2 separate regions of the Mus musculus genome follow, and region 2 is linked to region 1. Evidence: chromatin contacts called from public HiCAR-type data. All regions are on one chromosome and are shown on one strand. The core of a region is the stretch at or near the end of the contact, and the rest is flanking DNA. Distances in the headings are between cores, read along the strand shown. Region 1 holds the start of Slc37a4 (solute carrier family 37 (glucose-6-phosphate transporter), member 4). Region 2 holds the start of Sidt2 (SID1 transmembrane family, member 2).

What was found. HiCAR-type assays count read pairs that join an accessible place to other places.
Region 2: a contact with region 1 is called in a HiCAR-type map of astrocytes, with 3 times the contacts expected there. The contact joins the promoter of Sidt2 here to the promoter of Slc37a4 in region 1. A contact is called at or near these places in 2 of 39 promoter capture datasets (liver and pre-B cells) and 1 of 115 datasets of contacts at active chromatin or transcription factors (astrocytes).

The regions. Positions count from the first base shown.
Region 1 is chr9:44,396,366-44,400,273 of GRCm38.p6, reverse strand. It overlaps Slc37a4 (solute carrier family 37 (glucose-6-phosphate transporter), member 4), which reads right to left and starts at 1,920. Exons shown (of 8, transcript NM_008063.3): 1 at 1,653-1,920; 2 at 793-1,025; 3 at 236-479. The coding sequence starts at 1,800.
Region 2 is chr9:45,953,226-45,957,044 of GRCm38.p6, reverse strand. It overlaps Sidt2 (SID1 transmembrane family, member 2), which reads left to right and starts at 1,796. Exons shown (of 26, transcript NM_172257.4): 1 at 1,796-2,321; 2 at 3,799-3,819. The coding sequence starts at 2,139. A830035O19Rik (RIKEN cDNA A830035O19 gene) reads right to left here and starts at 3,059. Exons shown (of 1, transcript NR_152206.1): 1 at 1,047-3,059.

The DNA.
Region 1 (3,908 bases), core at 671-3,170:
TGCTTAAACTTAGGGGGTTACCCAGAATGGAGAGATCTGTGCTGTCAGAGAAGGCTCAGGATGCGCTGGCTGATTTCAGGATAGAATCTTTACTTCTCCCACCCAATCTCCATTACCATTCCTTCGCCTACATCCAGTGGCAAGCACAGGGCAAGGCAAAGGCTAGTCCTAACAAAATCGTGCGGAGCCAGGGGCAAAGGAAGGTGCTCTAGGAGTCAGCTTGATAGAGGCTTACCCTTTTTGCCCTTGGAGGGGGCAGGGTCCAGATTTCGGAGTCCAACATCAGCAGGTTCATTGTGGATAAGCAGCAGACAGAAGAAGGAGACAACCACACACAGTGCCCCAGACAGGGCCAGTGTGCTGCGCCAGCTGTAGCTCTGGGCGAGGATCGTTGCCAAGATAGGTCCCAAACTTCCAGCCAGGTTCATGCTGGTTGACAACACAGCCCACCAAGTGCCAAACTGGGATGGCTCAAACCACTGTGAGGCAGAGGGGAACAGAATAGGTGCCTGGCTTAGAGGCCACACAGAAGGAGCAGCTCGAGTGTGGCAGACCTAGACACTCACATTACAGGGATGAGGGAAGAGTGCTTCTACTTGGCGGAGCCCAGTCCCTCGTCTGCCACCCGATCCCACCACCCTCAGGCTCCTAAAATATCCCAACAGCAGCAGGAGCTGGCAGGGAACTCCTAAGGAACCTGCTATGGGTTAGGGGTGGAAGGGTTGTGTAAGAAGAGGTGCTCCCAAGTGCCCACTGGGTGCCCTCCCCCTCAGGCTCATCAGATGCACTCACCTTCCTCAGGATCTTCCCACAGGGGGGCCAGCCCAGCCCCTGTGCCAGACCATTAAGAAACCAAAGAGCAGCAAAGGCTGACACTGTGGAGCTCCATGAGAAGACTACGTTGACCAGACCAACCAGGAGCAGCCCAGAGGAGAAGAGCCAGCGGGCGCTCATCTGATCTGACAGAACCCCGCTCACAAACTTGCTGATGGCGTAGGCTGCCGACTGGCTGCTTGTGATGAGCCCTGCAGCGAAGGGGAGCAGGGAGCAGGACACCTGAGGGGTTAGGGACAGGGCAGAGGCACAGGAGGGGCGGAGGAAGGTAAGGGGTCAGGTGTGTACAGGTGCCTGGCAGGGTGAGACAGGTTCCTTCCCGGATTTGACACTCTCCTGCCTGCTGAGCCGTGCATCACAGGCCCAGGCTGACTTGGACCTTCTCAGCCTCTTGGATTTCTTTCTTTCTTTACCCCTGGAATATGCAGTTCCCACCTCACTCTGAATGCTCGCCAAAAGCCCAAACACGTCTGAATGCGAAGGACTCTAGAGTCAAAGATCTTATTCCCCCTGGCAGGTAGCACGCAGGACACATCAAATCATGGTGCTACTCTCCCAGTGTTCACCGTGACCTGCAGGTGCAGCATGCACGAACAGGTGTGAAAACCTTGCTACCCGCTCCCAGTAGCACCTCCTGGGCACGTGTGGGTGCCAGGCATATACACCGGCTAAGCACTGGTTTCACATGTACACCCACACCCAGGCACATGGAGCTCAGCCTCTCCACCTGATACAAGCTTGAAACCCCCCATGCTTGGACAAACCATACTCCAAATGGTGTATCCCACAGCCCACCACCCTGCCCTTCCATGGCTTACCCAAATCGTCCTTGTCCAGAGCGATCTCATCCACCAAGGAGGGCATGACAAAGGAGAAGGTTTTGCGGTTGAAATAGTACAGGCTGTAGCCTCCAAACATGGCCGCAAATATGACAGTGCGATAGTAGCCGTAGCCTTGGGCTGCCATGGTAGAAAAAGCTGGCCCTGCTGGCCCACTCCAGTACTTCTGACCACAGATTCTTGACTGCTCCTGCTTGCAGCTAGCTCTCTTTAGTGCCTGGATCTGCTGAGCTGTGTTTTTCTGTGCGCTTTCTCTCTCCTCCACCCAGGCTCTTTATAGCCGCCTTCTGGACAATCATTAAGCCTGGGGCAGCAACCAGGGAACCCAGTGTCCTGAGAGAGACAAGAAAACAGGTTACTGAGAGCCAAACCGGGGGAGGAGAGGGTCCCCAGGACTGCTTGCCCTTCCCTCCTTTCCCAAGTCTTCTTGCCTGTGAAGCCAGCTGTGATTAAAGGCTCAGCCTAATTACTTTTGTCTGCACAAGCCCAGGGGAGGCTCGGGTAGGATGAGCAGAGCAAGCTCTCAGTATAGCCCTACTCCCTTGGTCAATGAACTTTCTCATTCTCTCAGGTTCCTTTGCGGTGCCAGGCTGCCGGACATTGTGAAAGGCACTAGATCGGTTCCTACCCCCCAGGTTCATTCAATCAACCACATACCTTAAAAACAACCCCACACCCACTGCTGAGCCTTCACCAAATGCTTAGCACACAATGGAGTACAGTTTCCTAATAGGTATCCCCTTCATTGGGGGATATATTTCTTGAACTCCTCATGGTGGTAGGGAACAGCGCATACACTTTCCTTATACACACAGTGATAAAAGGTAGATACATAAATTAGACCTAGTAAGTAAATAGTAAAACACAATGAGGCACCATAGTAAAAGTTTCTTAAAGCCTATCGTTTATTTCTGGAATTTCCCATTCTCCTTTTTCCACTAAGGCTGGCCTCTGTCACTGAAATGTGCAAGGAACAACAGTAGGTAAGGAGCGAGATAACTGCAGTAGTTGCAAAATTAAACGGGGGGACAAGCCCCTCAGTTCACCCTGCAATGACACGCAGAAGGCGCGCCTAGGGCTTAGGTCTGGATGAGACCCCCTTGGAACTGCCTCTGGATCCCTATTACCCTGCGACATCAGTAGGGGGTCCGTACTGCGGGGCTGTGGGTCCCCGAAGCACGCCACCGCAGCTTTCTGCTCCGCTGCACAGCCGCTGGAGCACAAGGCGTAGGCGAGAGAAGCCGCACGTAGCCTCGGGAGGCCCCTCGCTCTGGCAGCCTAGGCTCTGCCAGTCAGGATGGGCAGGCGGCGCCGCTTGCCACCTGCCGAGCACCCCGTGTCCTCAAGCCACCCGGGACACCCGACTCCTGGCTGGGAACTGCGGGTCCTGGGGACAGGAGCAAGAGAGCTGCGGAGACTGTGCGCTGCAGCCACGAGGGCACCGCATCTGCAAGAGCGCTGTCCCTGGGCCGTGGAACTGTCGCCATCCCGGAAGGGCAGTCACCCGGACAGCCTCCGGCGTAGTCGGAAGTCAGGGGAGCCCCAAGGTCCCAGACTTGCCCTCTAGTCCCGCCCTCACTGACGCCCCTCCTTCGCATGCCACCCCTACCTGGACGGAGGCGGTAACCCCTAGTGGGATGGGGCGGGACTCGAGTAAGGCTGGTGCGCATGCACAGAGTTGGGCGGACTACTGTCCACCCTGGGATGGAGACGTCATCCTGCCTGTCAAGCAGCTTCCAGTGAAAGGACAGTGCCGCTTATAGGCTGAGCACCACATGACCTATTACGTTTCGTCGATCAGTGTCTATAGAGTGCCTCCTGTTAGGGTGCAGATTCAGGAAACTCCCTGAATTGTAGAGGCATGGTGTTTTCTCTGGAAAATAAATTCAGCACAATTTGGAGTTTTAATTCGTGGTCAGATTAGTCGGAACAGAGAAAAAACAATATAGTCTCATCATTTAAAAGACAGAATTCCGACGAAACCTCGAGTTCTTTAAAAATCTTTTTAATGGTCATGTGGTGTGTATGTGTTGGGTGTGTATGTGTTACCGTAGGTGTGGAGTCAAAGGACAGCCTGGAATACTACTTCCTTTGAGACCGGTCTCCCCTTTCCCCCCCTCCCCCTCCCTCTCGTTTTTTGTTTTTGTTTTTGTTTTTTTCGAGACAGGGTTTCTCTGTGTAGCCTTACCTGTACTCACTTTGTAGACCAAGCTGACCTTGAACTCAGATTCTACT
Region 2 (3,819 bases), core at 547-3,046, 1.6 Mb before region 1:
TGTTCCTTAATTTAGCCAATCCTTTCACCTGAGGTTGATTACCAAGGTCCAGCTATCAAAGTGTTGAAGTCCAGCAATCAAAAGCTCCCTTTGGCTCGCCTAATTAACATGCCCAATTAAAATTAAACGCCTCATCCTAACATGGAGTTTCCCATTTTACCTTTATAAACCATCATTTCCCTATGGGCCACATTTGTCTCCTCTCTAGCCAGAGGCAGTCCTTTGTCCTCAAATACCCCTTCCCCTTCTCCCTCATCCACTGTCTCCTGTCTTTGTCTCATATTCCATGCCTTCTGTGGCAAATCAATCTTCCTTTGTGCTGAGAACTTGGTTTGGGGCTCCCTGAACCGATACTTTTCCTAACAGGATGGAACCCAAGTGTGTGTGTGTGTGTATGTGTGTGTCTGTGTGTCTGTGTGTGTGTCTGTGTTCTTTGTAATGACCTTTAATTACATATTGTGTATATGTGTATGTTTCAGAGGTGCTACAGCATGCATGTGGAGGGCGGATGACAACTTGCAGAGTCAGGTTTTTCCCCTCTTCCACCTTTTGGGTCCCAGAGATGGTCATCAGGCATCTTGGCAAGCACCCGCACCCACTGAGACACTTCATCCACCCTTGTACATGTGTGTGTGTGTGTGTGTGTGTGTGTGTATATATATATATATAATTTATTATTGTTCATGTGTCTGTGTGTGAAGTGCGCAAGCACATGTTGCCAGGTGTCTGTGGAAGTCAGAGAACAAATTTGTGGAGTTAGTTCTCTCCTCCCTGGTGTAGAGCTCAGGCCGGGCTTTCCATGGCAAGTGCCTCTTCCTGATAAGCCATCTCAGCTCGGTTCTTGTGCATATTTTCCTATTTATGTCTGAAGTTTGGATTATATACCACTTATATAATGTTATTCTTGAATTCCCTCCTTAGATGTCCCTTTGATGGTATTAAGAATCTATCTGCTTAACTTCATAGTAGTATCTCTGACCACCTCTTCCTTCACTGTGAACAAGCAGTTTCCTTTGAGCTTTCTCAAGATCACAGGGATGCAAATTGCTGTCCCCATATTTTATTTGTATTTCTTATTCGTAGGACACAGTCCCTGGAGTGGAATGACTGGGTTGAAGGGTATAGAGCTCTTTTAAGCCTAAGCCAAAACAGTTCCTCAGAAAGGTTTTTGCCAGTTGACAACGAAAGGTCAGAATCTTTCCGTGGGCTTTGTTCAAACAAACAAAGCAGTTTCTGCAGAGTAGGGACAGAGCTCACAGGTTGGAAGGCATCCTGGTTATGGTGCCCTGGTTCTGGTTATCCCCTCTACTGTGAGAGGGGAGCGGCCGCTGAGCTGCTCTCAGTGGGCAGGCGCTTTTATGAGCCAATGAGGGAAAAAGAATGATGCTGGGGTAATGATTTTGGAGCACAATTCCTGTCTTGAGCAAAGAAATCATCTGTCAGCAAGACCCTGCACTTACTGGGCTCTGTGAATCTTGCCAGCAATGCCAACACCCAGCAGTAGAGGTGGGAGGAGGATCAGGCGTTCAAGACTCTCCAAACTTACACGACCAGTTCCAGACCAGCCTGAGTTATGTGAGCCGTCTCAAAAAGCCAAAAAAACGCGGACCACAAAAGCAAGAATCCAATACTTAGTGATCCTTCGTGAAAAACCCAACTCCAGACGCTCACAGGACAGCGAAGGAAGGAGGCGGCGACGGCTGCGTGGGAAGTAGAGGCAGCCTGGCCCTTTAAATCCGCGTCGGTTTCCCATGACGTAAGCGGGCGGGCACAGCCCGCTGTTTACCGCGGCGCAGCTCCTGGTAGCTCCGAGTTCTGCGCCGCGTCCGCCGCCCTTAAAGGGCCCGCGTCCGGGAAGCCTTCGGGCCAGGGCCACCGCCGCCTCGGCTCTCCGGGCGCGAGCGGACGCCGGGTCTCCAGCCGGGCTGGGCCGGGCTGGGCCGGGCTGGGGTAGCGGGTCGCGGTGCCGCCCTCGCGAGCCGGGATCCGCGCGAGGCCCAGGAGCGGCTCCAGGGAGGGGACGCGTCCTATCTGAGGCCGGGGTTAAAGTTCTGGTCCCGGTGAGATGCTGGAAGCTGCTGCGGCAGCCGCAACGCGCCCGGTCGCCGTCCCGTCGCCAATCCCCGCCGTCCCGGGCCATGATCGCCTGGCGTCTGCCCTTGTGCGTGCTCTTGGTGGCCTCCGTCGAGAGCCACCTGGGGGCCCTGGGGCCCAAGAACGTCTCGCAGAAAGACGCGGAGTTTGAGCGCACCTACGCGGACGACGTCAACAGCGAGCTGGTCAACATCTACACCTTCAACCACACCGTGACCCGCAACCGGGTGAGCGCGGGACTCCACGGGCGGCCGAGCGGGTGGGCGCCCGGCCTGGACTTGATGCTGCCCCTTTCCTCTCCGCCAGCCTTTGAGCCGCCCTCCCCCTGCCAAGACCTGGTTTCCACCAGCATTCCCGGGCAGCTCCAGCGGGGCAGCTTGGGAAGTTCCCTGCCACCAGCTGTGATCAGGACCGGTCTGGTCTGCTCTGTGACCTGGCTCTCAATCTAGCTCTCAGTCTGTGAGGTCGGGGTGAGGGGAAAACAGGCTCCCAGCCTTGCGTGGCTCAGACAACTCCAGATGGGGCCAACTTAGAATTGAAAGAGCTCGGTCACAGGGAGGTGAAGGAGACAGACCTCCTTGCCTCAGAAAGCCAGCTGGCCTTGTAAGTTGAAGGTGACAAGATAAGGCCCTCGAAGGCTGAGTGGCAAGAGAAAAGGGAGTTTGTTTCTAAGACAGAACTATCTCCGACTTCTTACTCATTTCTTCCCAGTAGTGAAAGTAGAAAGAAGGCTGGCAGAGCTGGGCCCAGGCAGAGCACAGCCTGGGAGATTCTTGCTGCCTGGCTGTGTGGCCTGCCTAGCTCTCTTGCTCATTCTCCAAGGCCCGATCTGGATTGACTCGGAAGCACTGGAGTTGAGGAGGAGGCACCTGAGGCTTTCTTTGGGAGGGAGAGGAGTTTGGTTTCTGGCAGGCCATGATCAACCATCAGGATCCATTTCCTTGAAGTCTGATCTCCCCTTTTGAGTACCATTTCCAGGATCATCCCGGAAGTGGCACCTACCCCTCAGGGAAACGTTACCCCTAGATTTGGTTTCAGCAACCTAGTAACTAGTTGTCTGCAGTTGTGATTTCTTCACTTTTAAACGCCCACTGTCCTGTGTAGCTTTGTCCGCAGCAGAGAGGGTGGGTTATTTCTTTATTTTCTTAGAGAGGGTGAATCAAGGTTCAGATGGAAAGTCACTTCAGAGCTTGGCCCATGGTCAGAACTAGAGAGACAACTTGTATTTCGACACAGTTCCCTACACCCCTCCCTGCAGGGCTCTGGCCTCCAGAGTAGCAGTGGAACCGGAGCTTCTTGCTGCTTTCCTAGTTCATGAGGAAGAAGATTGAGGGCTTGAGGGCACGTCTTGATCTCCCGTGACAGTGTGTGCACAGGGACGTGTGTAGACACGTGTCTATAACATGTGTGTGCATGTGGGCTATCCTGGAACCTTCTAAGGTCTCCGCTGCATATCCCTGCTGTTGCCTGGGTTCTGCTGCTCTGTATACCCGTTCTTCCAAGAGCGAGCTTCTTCAAGCCTCGGACCGGACAGTGTCAGTCATTTCTAGAAACTTGGCCTGTTCCCTCACAAGGAGAAGCACAGACAGTGTCCTGGCTGGCCAGGATGGACGGCACAGGGCAGAGCTCAGCCTGCAGTCTGTAGAGTCATGTGTCTGAGGAACAGAGAGCTGAGTTTGAAAGAGGATGCCTCCTTCTCTGCAGACCGAGGGTGTGCGAGTGTCT